Linked DNA regions of Gasterosteus aculeatus: region 1 is linked to region 2. A link is a contact called in public Hi-C data. All regions are on one chromosome and are shown on one strand. The core of a region is the stretch at or near the end of the contact, and the rest is flanking DNA. Distances in the headings are between cores, read along the strand shown.

Region 1 (7,645 bases), core at 615-3,114, 79 kb before region 2:
ACCCTTTGGACCTGAAAACTTTCTCCTATTTACAAAGCTGCAACCACTGTAACACATTACGCCAGATTATTTCAATATGTTTTGTTAGGAGTCAACTTGAGCGACCAAAGGATCTTTCTGGATCTTTCGTTTTTTTTTCCATCTCTAGTATTTCTGTAATTTTCTGTTTTCAATCTGAATGTTTCTAAGGAACCACATCCTTGTCTGTATCGCTAGAGTATAACAAAAATGAACAGAGCCTTTGTCTAAGTGGTACACAGATTCCAGCCAAATCTAGTTGACACATCCCATCACAATGAGTGTGTATGTGTGTGTGTGCGTGTGTGTAGGGGGGGTGTTTGCATACGTAAATGTGTATATGTGTGCATGTGCTTGGGAATATATACGTGAAGACAAACAGTATCAGTACGATCAAACAATCAGGTCAAAAAGAAGCACAAACCGTCGTCAGCATGTCCGACCAAAGAAAGACAGAAGTTGGTATTTCATCTCCAGAGAAGCCAGGAACAAATTCTTGTGTTCTGGTTTTGTGAAGTTACCTTTGACTAACAATTCTAAAAAGTTCAACGTTGAGAGCAAGTTGAAGTTTGATACGTGTTTAAAGTAAGACAGCCGATAATGTTTAAGGCGCAATAAACATTACAAAATGTCAGAGAAATATGCAACAGTAATGCAAACACACAGTAATTCCAAAAGTGCTGTTTTGCCAGAAGAGATTGGAGGGATATGAGAAGTGCCAGAAGAGGGAGTGAGACGGCGCATCGACGCAGCCAAGAGATGTGATCCATGACCGGATTATCATAGTTGATAAAAATACGGAGCAGAAAGGATACGGGTATTTCCAGAAGAATCAAACACGACCTGCTGATGTGCATTCAGTCCGCGTTGGATCCGTTTAGACTCCAGTCTGTGGGGAAGCGACAAAGTCCGGGGCCGGGGAAGCCGTAAAGCCCCAACCGCTGCTCTGCACTGCTCCCATGTGGCGGTTACAGCTGTTTAGCACCGTTGCCACCGTTAGCACCTTTAGCTGAGTTGCCGGCTAGCCGTCAACATTTTGATAGCAATTGAAAGTCAAACCAAACGCTCCCAAATCTCGGATCTTGCATCTTTAACGTGGCATTAAACCCTCGGTTTTACAGTATATCTGGTTAATGTGCTTATCGACTGACTTGATAGCTCCAAAAACGCAGGAACACAGGGCAAAGTTGGCTCACACTGCGCTATTCAAAGTGGCCGTTAACATCTCCTCATCAAATAGATTAGTGCAAATAGCCTCTTAGATGCCTGAAAGCCAATTACACCTCCATTGTTGTAATAATGAACTCATGAACCCAGCTTTATTGGAAAAGGTTGAGATTGGAATCAATACGAATGGACCGGAGAGGCGAGGGGCGCAGTGAGCAAGATTCACTGCACAGTCGGAAAAGCTTCCCCAAACTTAAATTTATTTGGATGTCAATGGGTTCCCACAAAATCCATCTAGCTGGCCTGCTCAGCCTATATTGCTTATTTGCAGACCGTGATAGAAGTAGTATAGGTGGACAAATTCAGCTGCTTAAGATGGATATTTACACATTTGTAAAATAGCACGTCAAGGTAATGACACAATAATTAATCTATGTTACAGGTCCAACTTGAAAATGTGCATAATATAGCTATTAGTTTTTGTGGATCGATCCCAGGGGAATCATTCATGGGTTCTGAGAAAAGAAGTAAATTTGCCTGGCACAAGTCTGACACACACACACACACACACACACACACACACACACACACACACACACACACACACACACACACACACACAAACAAGATCCAGGATCCCAGCAAACTAAATGGAATCCTTCCAGCCTTTAGCCCAAATGGGATCAAAGTACATTGACCCCATGTACCCCATTAAGGTGAATTAATTTGCCTGCATATCAAAACACTATTAAAAGACTGCGGTCAGAGTCAAGTAAAGGCTGACATTATATTGATTTCCGAGGTCAGATACACAGGCAGAGAAATGGAATTCAGTGCGAGTACATTTACTGGACACTGCGAGATTGGATCCCTCCGGAGCAGATGGGTATGAGCAAACAACGCCAGTGGCAGAGCCAACTGAGCCATACAGTTTTCTGTCACTCTTTCTTACCCACATAGATGGAGCAGTAGATTTTCGAGCAATGTGTAATTGATGAAGCAAAAATACAGCAAAGGCATTATGCATTTGGCCTCCAAAAACACACACTGCCTATTATACTCAGTAGACGATGATGATGAAATGTTCATAGCTGCTTTATTGCTTTGTTTCAAACAACATCCGTACAGGTGCTGCAACTTTAACACAAACAAACTCGCAATTCCATCATAAACCCCTTTTCGTCGAGAAGTATAGTTGAATGCCGGGACATAAAAGGCATTTATCTCTGATTCATAAAATGTTTACAGTTGGCTTTTCTTGAGTGGGAATGCTATTGTAAAAGCGTAACACAGAGGAGAAAAACAGGCGGCATTTTACAATCACAACACCCTTCCAGTTGATGACTTGGCTTTAAACTCATCCTATTCGTTCTTGGAAAACCGAATAACGTCACCTCGCCTACTTGCATACAAACACAAACACTGCAGTCCTGAATTTGAACTTTGATCTCTAGGCATTTTAAGGCGTGCATTGTTTTTTGTCCAGTAGCATCAAGGGATAAGAAACAAAAGTCTTCTGTGTTTGGCAAGATGGCCCCCCGGCCACAGGGTCCTTTCTGATCCGGACGTTTTGTGTGGTTTGTCCCCTTTCCTGGTAAACAGTGCCCTACCTGACGCCTTTCCCTAACATGGGGATACTGGCACGGGATCCTCAGGATGGGACGCAACCGTTTTCAGCACTTCCTTGCGTCACTACCCCCCTCACCCCCTCTCTCTGAAGTGCGACTCCTGCGTGTTTTATTGCCAGGCCTGGGTGAGCATGAAAACAAACGGGGGTCCGACTCAAAAGCTTTGATCTCCCGTTTCCTGGTTCATTATTTACGTCTGTTTCTCACGGAGCATTTTTTTTTTTCACATGATTATTATGCGCTTCCTCGGACATTTTCAGCCCGACCTCCAGACAATGCGCTTCACTTTAATGGTTTCTTCTTGCAGGAAGCTATAAAGGACTTTCGAGTTATCGTCTCTTTTTTTTTGATTGATTGATAATACAAACATAAAAAAATGACTAACAGGTGAATCGTTATGTTTACAAATTGCTAACTTCCGGTATGGTGTGTTAAATATGGAACTAGTACTTTCAGTAGTAGAATGAGTTGTATAAGATGCAATATTCAATATTTCTAATGCCCATTTGAGTAAACACCTTGTCTGCTCAGAGACAAAATGCAGATAAAACATTCAGAGTGGTTAAGAAATTGTATATTTTTTAAAACGGAAATTTTCATACAATTCAACATTCTGATTTCTTATTGTAAACACTGTGTGGACAAATATTATTGCTTGAATTTGCATGGTCCAAGATTGTAGTTTGAAGATCTGCTTCCACACCAGCTCTGAGCTAGACACACCAATATGCGAGGGGGTACGGGTTGGGGGGGGGGCAAAAGTTTGATGAAATGACCAAAAACTGAAAAGATAAAACATTTGAGTCAGTTGCAATTAACCGGAGTGCATCACAGGTCTGAGCGGTGGGCTGAACAGCAGGTCTCTCACCTTGACCCAGCTCCACCAGCTCAGCAGAAAGATCAAAAAGGCCTGTCCTCGGTGGAAACCACTGCCCTGTTTGAGCCAAGCTGGTGGATGTCATTAGGGACCCTGCCACGGAGGGTCAACCGCAGGGCCCAGTTTGTGTCCTGGGTTGAATTTGATGTATGATCCAGGAGTTTTTTGGGCAATGTTGCACATAAACACGCAGTTTCCCCACTGCTGTGCTGTGCAGTGTACTATTCCATGTGTACATTCTTGAGCTAATGGTGCCTGTAAATGGTTTTGTTTTTAACTTTATTGGAGCATTTATTTACCTGTATTGATATCTGTCCGTATGGATGGGGAGTTACGTTCAGCAAACTCACATTCACAGTCTTATCTTTTTTCCATCTTTCGATGAAAGCACTGTTCTTTTGTTTATCGTACACTACGCACTGTGATGTCCATTGCCTTGATTGATAGAGCTTCAGTTTTAGTCACACTTTCCTTTATTCATTTAGCCTTGGTACGCAAATATCACTGTACTAAGAATCCCAGGAAACACTGACACAACAGCTGGGGTTTCCTGCAGCACACACGAAATCTCTCAGTGACAATAGTTAAGTGATACAACAGTGTGCCGAAGCTGAGGAGCTGGAGTCAGTTTCAAAACAAACCAACACAGTGGTTTTACTTTAATGAGCTGTTTTATAGTTTCAGCCAATCAGCCAGTCATCTGTCATTATGTCTTTCTTTACATCCGCCAGTCAGGTTCCAATATCAGAAGCACTTTAGAGCACCGACAGAGAGATTGGAGTCGCGACCGCTTACAGGCCACAAACACGTCACGGGTGAAATAATTGGAACTTGTTTGGGGGCCTTTAAGCCGACATGGAAAGATCCTGTCCAGGGAGGGGGGGGGGGTAGACATAAAAGGGCTGAAGGGGCGAAAGTGACTAAGAGCTGGGCAGATAGAGAGAGCAAGACGGGGAAGTGAGTCTGGCCATCGCGTGTATGAAAGCAGCAGTTGGGACGCTGATGACAGAGTGGTCTCTGGGAATTTAAGAGCAAGGGCTCATAAGTGGGCGTCCCCCCCCCCCCCCACAGAGGACTGGGTCAGGAAGGAAGGCTTTGGCTTTCAAAGCGTCCACAGCTTTATTTATATTACATATTTTCATCGCCAGGACTCTTTCAAAGGGAGTTGAGGGCTGTTTTCCGATTTCCACCACGCTTTGGCCTCTGTCTTTTACTTCCCTACTCGGCCTCTGACAATGTATTTGTTTCCGGAGCGACGTTCGCACAGGGCCTGAATGTGAGGACTGTGTTTACTACTGAAAGATGCAGTCAGAGTGTTATTGTTGAACGTGGAGAGAGTGATGGGATGTTGCATGATTGTTTTGCCTCACCTGTTTTCCAGTGGGGTCCACAACCAGAGAGGGATTGCCAAAGAACAATGGCAGAGAGGCCTTGGAGCAACTGCACGATGAAAGGTATGGTCTCAACACCACGGTGACATCAAGTCCCTTTGTTTAAAACAACGTCCATTATCTTTTACTTATTAAAACTGCATGTACTCGCTGCTAACAATGAAAGATATGTCCGTGTTGTTGTTTTGTATTGCAATCATATTGTCAACAGATGTACACTATAAATTCTTGGGCTTCAGGAAGTAGAGTCTCGGTGCAAATAAAAATGAATCCTAAATTGAGCACCTTAACTGAATATATCGCATCCATGAAACGCCTCAGTATGCAGCAGATTAAATGCAACATGTTGAACATCATACGTTAATTTCAAAGGAATACTAAAAATGAACATATTCATCAAATGTATATTTTATTATTCCACTTGACAATTAAAAGGATCATAAAGTATAAAGCCTCACCTTCGAAAGTTATCCCCGGCCGAGCCACCAGTGGCATCATTAACCATCATTAAGCCGTGACAGCTACTGATAAATTAGTCATCCATCAAAGGCTCCCATATCATACGCAGTCTCCTGATCATTATTGGAGGTAAATAATGAAGTCACAAGGTACGTCGCCAGCCTGCTGCCTCCTACCTTTTTGGTCTCTCTAGAGAATGGACCACCCCACACAGCTAATCAGCATCATTGCCGTTAAAAAAACAAAAAACAAAAATCAAAGGGACGGACGCGTTTTACCCATCGGTGCGAGGGAGCAAAGCTGTCGAGCTAGTGTCCAAAATTCAGGTAGCTCTGTGGATGGAATTCCCCTCCTCCATCCTCAAAAGGTCTTTAGGACTGCTTCTAAATGTCTTAAGACAACAACTCATAACCCTATTCACACAACAACTTGAAAACACAGACACTTATTGATTGCATATTTTTATATCAAAACCTCCTTTGACAATTGCCCTTGTATTTATATATATATATATATATATATATATATATATATATAAATATATATATATATATATATATATATATATATATATATATATATATATATATATATATTCTTTTGCAACTGCAAAATACGCTGCTCATTGTGTAATACAAAAAAGTGGCTCGAGGTAAAGACACTGCGCCCGCGTGTGGCTGCAAACCACTCCGGAGACAACGGCATGCCGCCACAATGCTTAATTAATTAAGAAGAAGCTGTCACCCGCCCCAAGGACCCTAGGGTAATCATACAGGGCAAATTACAGCATGTTGAGTTGTGGGCTGGAGGGGAGCCGCTGATGCTGTTGTCATTGTTGATTAATTTCTCCGTATAGATCCCGACACCGCGGTGCATGTGTAACCTGTCACCGAGCACCCATGTGTCTATTCATCACTGCCAGGAAGGTGTGTGTGTGTGTGTGTGTGTGTGCGACACACAACGTGGCATCTTCTTATGATTGTACAAACGATTTGTACTACTGTGCTGTAGTTGGTAGGTTTGGCGGCGTTACAACGTATGTTTGCGTATGCAAATGAGGGCCTGTGCACGTGTGCCTGCTACATACATACACCGTGTGGAGGGCAGCGCCACCGTTTAAACAAGATGGTGATGCCTGATAAGAACAAGTGACGTTCCTGATGACAAACGACTGATGATATCTTAGGACGGGGCGGGCGGAGAGGACTGTGAGGAAGTGTATTGATTAGCCTTATTACCCAAAGCATCCGTCTTGGGAACGAGTGAAGGGAAGGAGGAGGGGTGGGAAATTAGCCGGGCCCCACCGCTGCTGACAGACTGATTGCTGCAGGGGCCCTGAGGAGAACAAATGGCCCCCGCCTGTCTACACGTACACTCGCACAAACAGAAACCCATCACGGGGCGTTTCTTCCCTCTCGCATTTTTAATCTTTTATTCCTACTGTTTTAAACTGAGGCATCTTTACGCCTAAAAGAAGACATACAAGTCCTACGTAGAAAGTACCATTGTCCTGCCTGTTATAGGACAATGTGTAAAATAAAATAATGAATTATTTGCAATTGAATAATGTAAAGATGGTATTATCAAGAATGTCGTTGAATTTAAAACTCCATGGATGATTTGGAGGAAGAAGTCTGTATTTTTTGTTTTTTTCTTGGTTATTGTACTCGGAAGCCTGGGGGTTTTATTCCTGTCGCGCATTGCCGGACAGAGGGGGAAATTATTATTGGATACTTGCAACATCAGGTGAAAAACAACAAAAGACATCTCTATTAGACACATTTCAAGTTCATTGTTATGCATTACACGCCAAAGTTACCATCAGTGTTCTTGTAATTTTTTCATGAAGAGTAAATTGCTCCATGTAAATTATCTACACTTCTTTTATTCCACTTTCCTATATGCCTCTCACACTACCCAACAATTTCTGTGTTAATCACATTTCACTCTAATGATCTACTTTACCAAGCTTATTGATAAAACAGCTTCAATTACTTGGCTCAATATTTCCCACATTAGTCAGCTTTATAAGTGTTTCACACATCCATTTATCTGCATGGGTTTTTAAAGGGCATAAAATTAGCTTCAAAGTGCATTCATATTTT
Region 2 (7,105 bases), core at 258-2,757:
CACTGCAAGTCATTTGTCATGCCAGCTCCTGGGCTAAAGTTGTACTTTAGTGCCACCTGGCACTGATATTCTACTGTTGGCGTGACATATTGTGCTCCTGTCAATTATTTTAGGGCTTGATGACGCTGACCCGAGGAAATTAAAAAACTTTACTACTTCCCACAAACAAAGATGATGAAATAGAATGATTGATCTTTTTTTGTTCATTTTCTTTTTTCCCTTTGCTTCTTCTTCTTAGTCAGATCTGGTTGCTGTTTCTTTTATAATTGGTCCCGAATATGCCGATCTAAAAAACGATCTAAAAGGGAAAAGAAACATCAAGGAAATTTTTTTAGTTATTAGTTGGTTTGTTTTGTTCACTTTTAAATTTAGAAATTTAAAAAAAAAACATTCAACACACTTTTTCTTTTCTTTGTGGTTTATACGTTAAATTACTAATTTCCTGTAATTCCTTTGTAATGTCCATTTTGAAAGTCCACTCCAATTCAACTCCAACTTGAGGCAGTATGCAGACACAGTTTTACATTAGCCAGATGGACAGAGAAGACACAAACATACAAATTGAAGCCCAATTTGCACTTAAGCTGACTCCACTTGTCACACGAGAGGGGACTGAAATCACACAGAGACCAAAGTAGTTAAAAGAAGGTGTGATAAAACATGCTACCTGCCGGCTTCCATCTTCAAACTAGAACGAAGCAAAAGAGGAGGGAGAGACTGGGGTAGATTTAAAACGAAAGAGTGCAGGAGAGGAGAGGAAGGAGGGAGATGGGGTAGTGGGGGAAATGACGCTATGGATTAACTGTCCTTCATGCTGAAAATATACATCCCAAGGCGCTTGGAACTGAATTATTAATTCAAATTTGTCAGAGAAAGAATGAGAGAAATCTATTGACGGAGAGACGGGGCCTTTAATGGTCTCATTAAAGGGGAGGCTTCCCACACCAGGCACCTTCTGTACTGCTGCAGGAGTTTTCGGGGCGATGGAGAGTTGGAGGGGGCGGGGGGGGGGCACTTGACCCCCCAATGATTTTCTGTCACTTTATCATAAACAAGAAAGGTTGACGTGCCCCTCCACTCCCCAACGCTTTCCCTCCACCACCAAACAAACCCTGTGTGTAATTAGCCGAGGGGTGCAAAAGTGCACTGAATGTAAACGAGGTTCACACGCATGGATTGATGGAAAGAGACAGCATCTACGCACACATGATACGTCGCGTCTGCCTCTTCTGTTGCTGACCGGTACAAAAAAGGGGTGTGTGGGGAGGGGGAGGGGGGGGGGGGGGGGTCAATTCCAGCAGACCCTGGAGACTCCCCACACATGTACAGCTGTATTGATTTCTAATTCATTCAAATTTGGGTTTGTTTAGTTGTACTGCTACATTACCCCAGATTACACCAAACAGTGACTATTCTTCTGGATAATTTTCCAATTAGATGTGAGCAGGTCATCCAAGCCTCAGCGCCATTAGCTGCGTGACCGGGAGCTGTTTTGGTGGAGGGACGGTTAACTGTGTGTAAAACCCAGATGGCATTAGCAGGGTGAGAGAGCATGGACCTGTGGGTGCACTGCCCCGTCCAAGGTCCGTCCATTGAAGGGCGTTTGGTTCAGCCTCGAGGGGGACCAATGAAAGGGGCAATGAGAAACAAAGGGGGTGGGGGTCGACTGGAGGGACCACAGATTCATTGCCCATTCAAATCTCTTAGTTTCCCTCTGGCAAATAGATTTTCATAATGCTCAGACAATGAGATGCTTTTCACCCCAGCAGCATGAGTCTGCAGCTTGATAACATGAACAACAGTAATACACACAGTATATACACAATATTTTAACCCACAAAAACAGAAAATTCATTGAGCTCTTGAGATGAGAAGCTTCGAGGAGTAGACTAATTGTTGGAACTTCTTTGTATCGATATGACAGCAAATAATTACCTCCTTTAACGTAGATTAACACGTACCATCCTGTGGTAAGTCTGACCTATCACTTTAATACCTACATCATCCACCCACATTGTGCCTGTCTTTTAAAGGCCTTCAAGTCCATAATACCACAGCTAAACAGAGGATGGACAACAGGAAGTACATTTGTTTTTCCCTTCATATCGGGATAAACCCCCCAGCACCTTCCAGCATAGTCAATGAGGAGAGCTTGTCTCCTTCCTGCTCGGAGCGCCTTTTCTCTTGTTTATTTTATGGGTCCTAAGGCACTTTTCCTTTCCTCTAAACACCTCTCAACCTCTCTCCATTGCCCCGCTGAACCCCCAAACCCGTCCTTGGGCGACGGGACTGAACCAGCCACTACTTGGCAACGTTGTCGGAGGAGGTTGACATTTGACTTAATATATCCCTGAATGGACCGCGCTGGCGTAATGGTCTGTCGTACCCTGCGCAGCGTTTTCCCCCCTGGGGGTTGATGAGACGGAGCGCAAATTGAGCCTTCATGGTGTATTCTAACACACTGACAAGAGCCGGTGCACACCGGGGGGGCCACCGATTTCCAGGAACTGTGAGACAATTGATATTATGCGTCGTTAGCGCAGAGGATAGTTGGCCTCTGGACACGCAGCTCCATGTTAGCTTGTGGGCATAGCTACAGTGTATAACTCTATGTTGGTGAAACAAAGGGTACCTTTTCAAGATAATGGGTCACTATTGGTGGCTTATTGATGCCTTTGTTAAATAATGACACAACTAAAGATGGGAAAGGAAAGACATTTCCTAATTCACTACGAACATACGCTAAGATAAAACATATTGATGATTGGTCTTTTTTTCGTTATTTACAAAACAATTCATGTCAGTATTGATTCGTAGAAAAGGAGGGCAACACCATGAAGGTCTGTGAGGAGAGACTCTCGGAAAGCTACTTCATTATCCCACTTATTTAAATGATGACAATGTTTAACATCCCGTCTACAAACATTCACGTTTTGCAGCGTTTGTCCGTGCTTCAATTCACTGTTATTAGAGAGCAACATTCAGTTTAAACGTCCTTCCCTTGCCTCCTCTGATTGGATAATCTCAGGGTGATGCTAGTTATCCTTTTAGCCTCTGTTCTATTAAGTCTCAAAGAACAACCATTTAATGTTAAGGAGAAATGAACATCAGTTTACCCCCCCATGTATTTTTGTTCGCCTGTAACGTGGAGGCGTTGTATCTAAGAAAGGCAATTCCCCAAATGGGACACGCAGCAAAACAAGGAAGCTGAGATCTCTGGGGAGAAGGGAAACTTGTTTGCTGGCAAGCTCAGATAGATGAGGGAAGCAGAGTCTCCTGTAGAGGAAAAAAACAGACACACACTTCCACGTTTGAATGATGTCAGAGGAGAATTCATCTGTGTGTTTGTGTGTGTGTGTGTGTGTGTGTGTGTGTGTGTGTGTGTGTGTGTGTGTGTGCGCAGCAGCGCGAGTTTGTGGTACTTCATAACTTTATTGTAGTTTGAGGGTAAAATGGCCGGTGAGGGAGGCTGCTCTCCTCCAAAACGAAGCCCAGCGGTGCACCGCAACTCTGATCATATCCCGAGGGACGCGGTTGGCCGTGCGGCCGTTGCCCCTTGCCCCGTGAACGTTATCTGCGTTGATTGGCCCTTGCTGCCCTTTTTCTTAACACCACACTCGTGCACTCTCACGCAGGCCAAATTCTCCAAGCGAACACACACAGCTCCACCGTAGCTCATTGTCGGCTGTGCTCAGTCCTCACGTTGTCCCGTCAACGCGCCCAGTCAAAGGTTGCTGGGTACTGTTCTTTCAACGCCCCAGCCTCTGATTGGCTGTCAGGCATATTAACAATGAATGAAGTAGCAGTTGACAATGTTGACCTGGTAACAATCCAGTAGGGTGCAATAAAGAGGACTTGGCCAGGACACGGGTTCAACTTGCTCTTTAAAGCACCGCTGGAGCAGTAAAAGGTGCTTCAGCTTTGATGGTGTTGCTATCTGAAGAGGTGGCGGCCTCAATCTCCACCTATTCAGGAAGGGAACAGTTTGTTTTCCACTCACGTTTAATTGACCAAGTTTACTAACAGTACTTGCCACAATAACTGTTTATGACCCGAGAGTTTGGCAAGAAGCACAGGTTGTGAAGTCGGAAAGGTACACTGACTTGGCAGCATGTGACTGAGGTTTATTGATTGGGGCACTAAAGGTGGACTGTGAAAGACCAGGGTGTTATTTTGCCGTACCTAACATGACTGGAAACAGGTCATAGTGTGATGGCGAAACAACGTGATGGAAAATAGAGGGCAGAGGTTGTCAAAGGTATGTCTGACATGTCAGGCTGATTACCGTAAGAGTGATTCATGTTTTATAAAACACATTTTGGGCTTCGCAAAAGGTTTAAGTGAATAAATCCAAGCAAAAAGAGTTTACCCTCCAAATGTATTAAATTATCCTTATTTGCACAGCACATAATCAGCCATTTATGACCTTTTTCAACCCTGTTGTCGTTTAAATTTGGGGCAAATTCCAGGTCTTACTCATCTAGGATCTACGCCTCACTGCAGAGTGAGGTTTGCTTTAGCTTCCTACAGCCATAAACAAAGTGCTGTATGTTTGCCTGAACTTTGACACCAAGTGATTTTTTCTAAGTTTCTACCAAACAGTGTCCAGTCTGTGAGGCAAAAGCAAGATCAGAGTGTAGTAATGCAGCACGTATTTGCATGAGTGAATGTGCGGTGTGTCTAAATGCTGTATGTGTCCCTGGAGCAGGTGGATTGCAAGGGGCTGTGAAAGAGTGTAAAAGAACATGCGGACACACACACACACACACACACACACACACACACACACACACACACACGCAGCAAAGCTTGTCTAATTAAAAAGCACAGCAGTGATTTCAGGGGCTTTGTGATAGAGAGAATGGATGTGTGTGTGTGTGTGTGTGTGTGTGTGTGTGTGTGTGTGTGTGTAGGTCGTTGGCTTCAGCATGATCGCCCGTCAAAAGAAACAATGTATTCCGTGGGACCTCAGGGTTTCCAGTTGAGTATTCAGACGCGGCGCTGCAACGAGCTGTGGCTGTTTTATGTGAAAAAAAAAAAGTTGATAATTAGTCCCAGAGTGACTGTACAATGAGACGGAGAGCAAAAGATAGAGGGGGAGGGTGGAGGGGGGTGGGGGAGAGCGCTTAGCACACTTAATGCTCCGACCTGACACTGTCTGGGAATCATTGATCAATTGTTTTTTTGCCCCTAACCCTTTTCTTTCTTTCATCACCCCTACCGTCCCTTTGAATGATCAGTGCATTTGAATCAAAATGATTTTTGATGTTAATAGTAACAAATTAAGTAAGCTGCTTTATTTGGTTTTGGTTTGATTTTGACAGTGTGGTAGTAGGTACAGTAGTAGGTATCAAACTATTGTCACTTTTTTTGGGAGGCCAAAGGATCAAATGCTACTCTGGTAATAATTAGCAATTAAAATGTTCTCTTTTCCTCACTTTCCACTAATGAGTTTGACTCTGGGTACTAATCCCCCCCCTCACCAAACATCCACACATACACCCATCAAACTCTTCGCCACATGCCTACACTTTTGCGCCACACACAGTCAACATTATGATGAGAAACCATGGCAACACCTCATATTTTTTTGCTGTGGTCTGGGCTCACTTTGTCATTTTGCCGCACTCTCTAATATTGAAGTGATTATTTTGCAACATGATCTGTATTTGCTAGGGACACCCACACTGCCTGTACTGCAGAGGAAACTTTTAGGACATGGTGTCACACAATTTTAAGATGAAAAAATGAAGAAGCTACAAAATACATACTATTGAAATCACTTTCTTTTTTTGGGGGGGGGGGGGGCATTGCATTTGGAGGTTTTTCCCTTAAACCCTTGTCTCGACAGCATGGCCTTCAATAGCAAATGATCCCTCAGACCAACATGTACCTATAATACAAACTTCCAGGGTTGTAACTGAGGACACTGATGTGATTTTTCTGGGAATTTGGAGGTTTAGACATCTAATCAGGAATAGCTTGTTCTTCAATTAAATACCTAAAACATGATGTGTTTGGTTTACAGATTCCAGATTTAGATTCAAATGACAATATTTAGGGAAAGGAAGGTACAAATCCCCCAAAAGGTTGTGAAATAAGGGCTGATTAGAGTGCGGTGGAGGGTTGAGGACTGTGTTCTTTAATATTATTAAAAATCCACTTTTTGAGCAATACTTAATTCCATGTATTTGCCAGAATGTGTTTACTGTGCAAATAAGACCATTATTTGTCTCGTTGACCTGCGTAGGACGTCTGTGTGTTAGGGCCTAAAGCCCTCACTCTGCAGCCTTATGTAAGGCCCCATGACTGCTTCTCGGATGTGCTGGTGGTGTGGGAGCAGTCTGATAGGGGGTCAGACAGCTGAGTGGCGGCAGGAAAAAGCACATGCCGCGGTTGTTGGCAAATTCTTTGTCACCTCCTCCCTTTCCTGCCCTCAGCGTGGCCTTATTTAGCCCCTTCCGTGTCACCCAGAGGTCACAGTGATCGCGCACATGGTACACACACATACACAGACAACACAGGAACAACAGACACACACACACACACACACACACTCACATTCATATTGTAATAGCATGGTAGAGTGCATCATAGATGGAAGTGCCTTCAAGGACCTGCTTCTCATTCTCTAGACCTCATTAGCTGCTGATTTATCTCCCCCTCCTTCCTCTTAATGCTCTGGGTGGGTGGATGGAGTGTGTGTGAGTGTGGGAAGGGGGAACCGTGTGAGAAATATTATGTGTATTTCCATGGATTAGTGTCTGTATAGGTGTGTGTGTGAGTGTGTGTGTGTGTGTGTGTGTGTGTGTGTGTGTGTGTGTGTCTGTGAGAAAGACCAACCGTTAAGATGGTATCTTTTAGTGAGGTTTGGTGTATGTGTTGGTCTGCAGGTGTCAAACAGACTGTCATTCCACATTATCCCACTGTGAGAACATTCAACCTGGGGTCAAACAGATTAATAAAAGATCACACACACACAGACACACACACAGGACCACTATCTGATTAAATATTCTGCAGCCCTGCGCTTCATAATCATGACAAGTACACACAGCGCTCTTGTTCACCATTATCCATTTAGCACATTTTTGTCTTGTCTTGC

The links. A called contact is a pair of places that touch in the nucleus more often than the background predicts.
Region 1: a contact with region 2 is called in a Hi-C map of liver, with 4 times the contacts expected there. The contact joins two enhancer-like sites. A contact is called at or near these places in 3 of 6 Hi-C or Micro-C datasets (liver and skeletal muscle).

What each region holds. Positions count from the first base shown.
Region 1 is chr8:13,633,585-13,641,229 of fGasAcu3.hap1.1, reverse strand. No RefSeq gene overlaps it. Among protein-coding and RNA genes, the nearest start is that of nr5a2, 28 kb to the right of the region's middle. Within about 2 kb of position 1,864, at least 1 of the 9 cell types and tissues checked has open chromatin away from gene starts, as enhancers often do. A contact at or near this core is called in liver, where this site is marked.
Region 2 is chr8:13,554,928-13,562,032 of fGasAcu3.hap1.1, reverse strand. The region is part of intron 6 of nr5a2 (nuclear receptor subfamily 5, group A, member 2); the gene reads left to right. Among protein-coding and RNA genes, the nearest start is that of nr5a2, 51 kb to the left of the region's middle. Within about 2 kb of position 1,507, at least 1 of the 9 cell types and tissues checked has open chromatin away from gene starts, as enhancers often do. A contact at or near this core is called in liver, where this site is marked.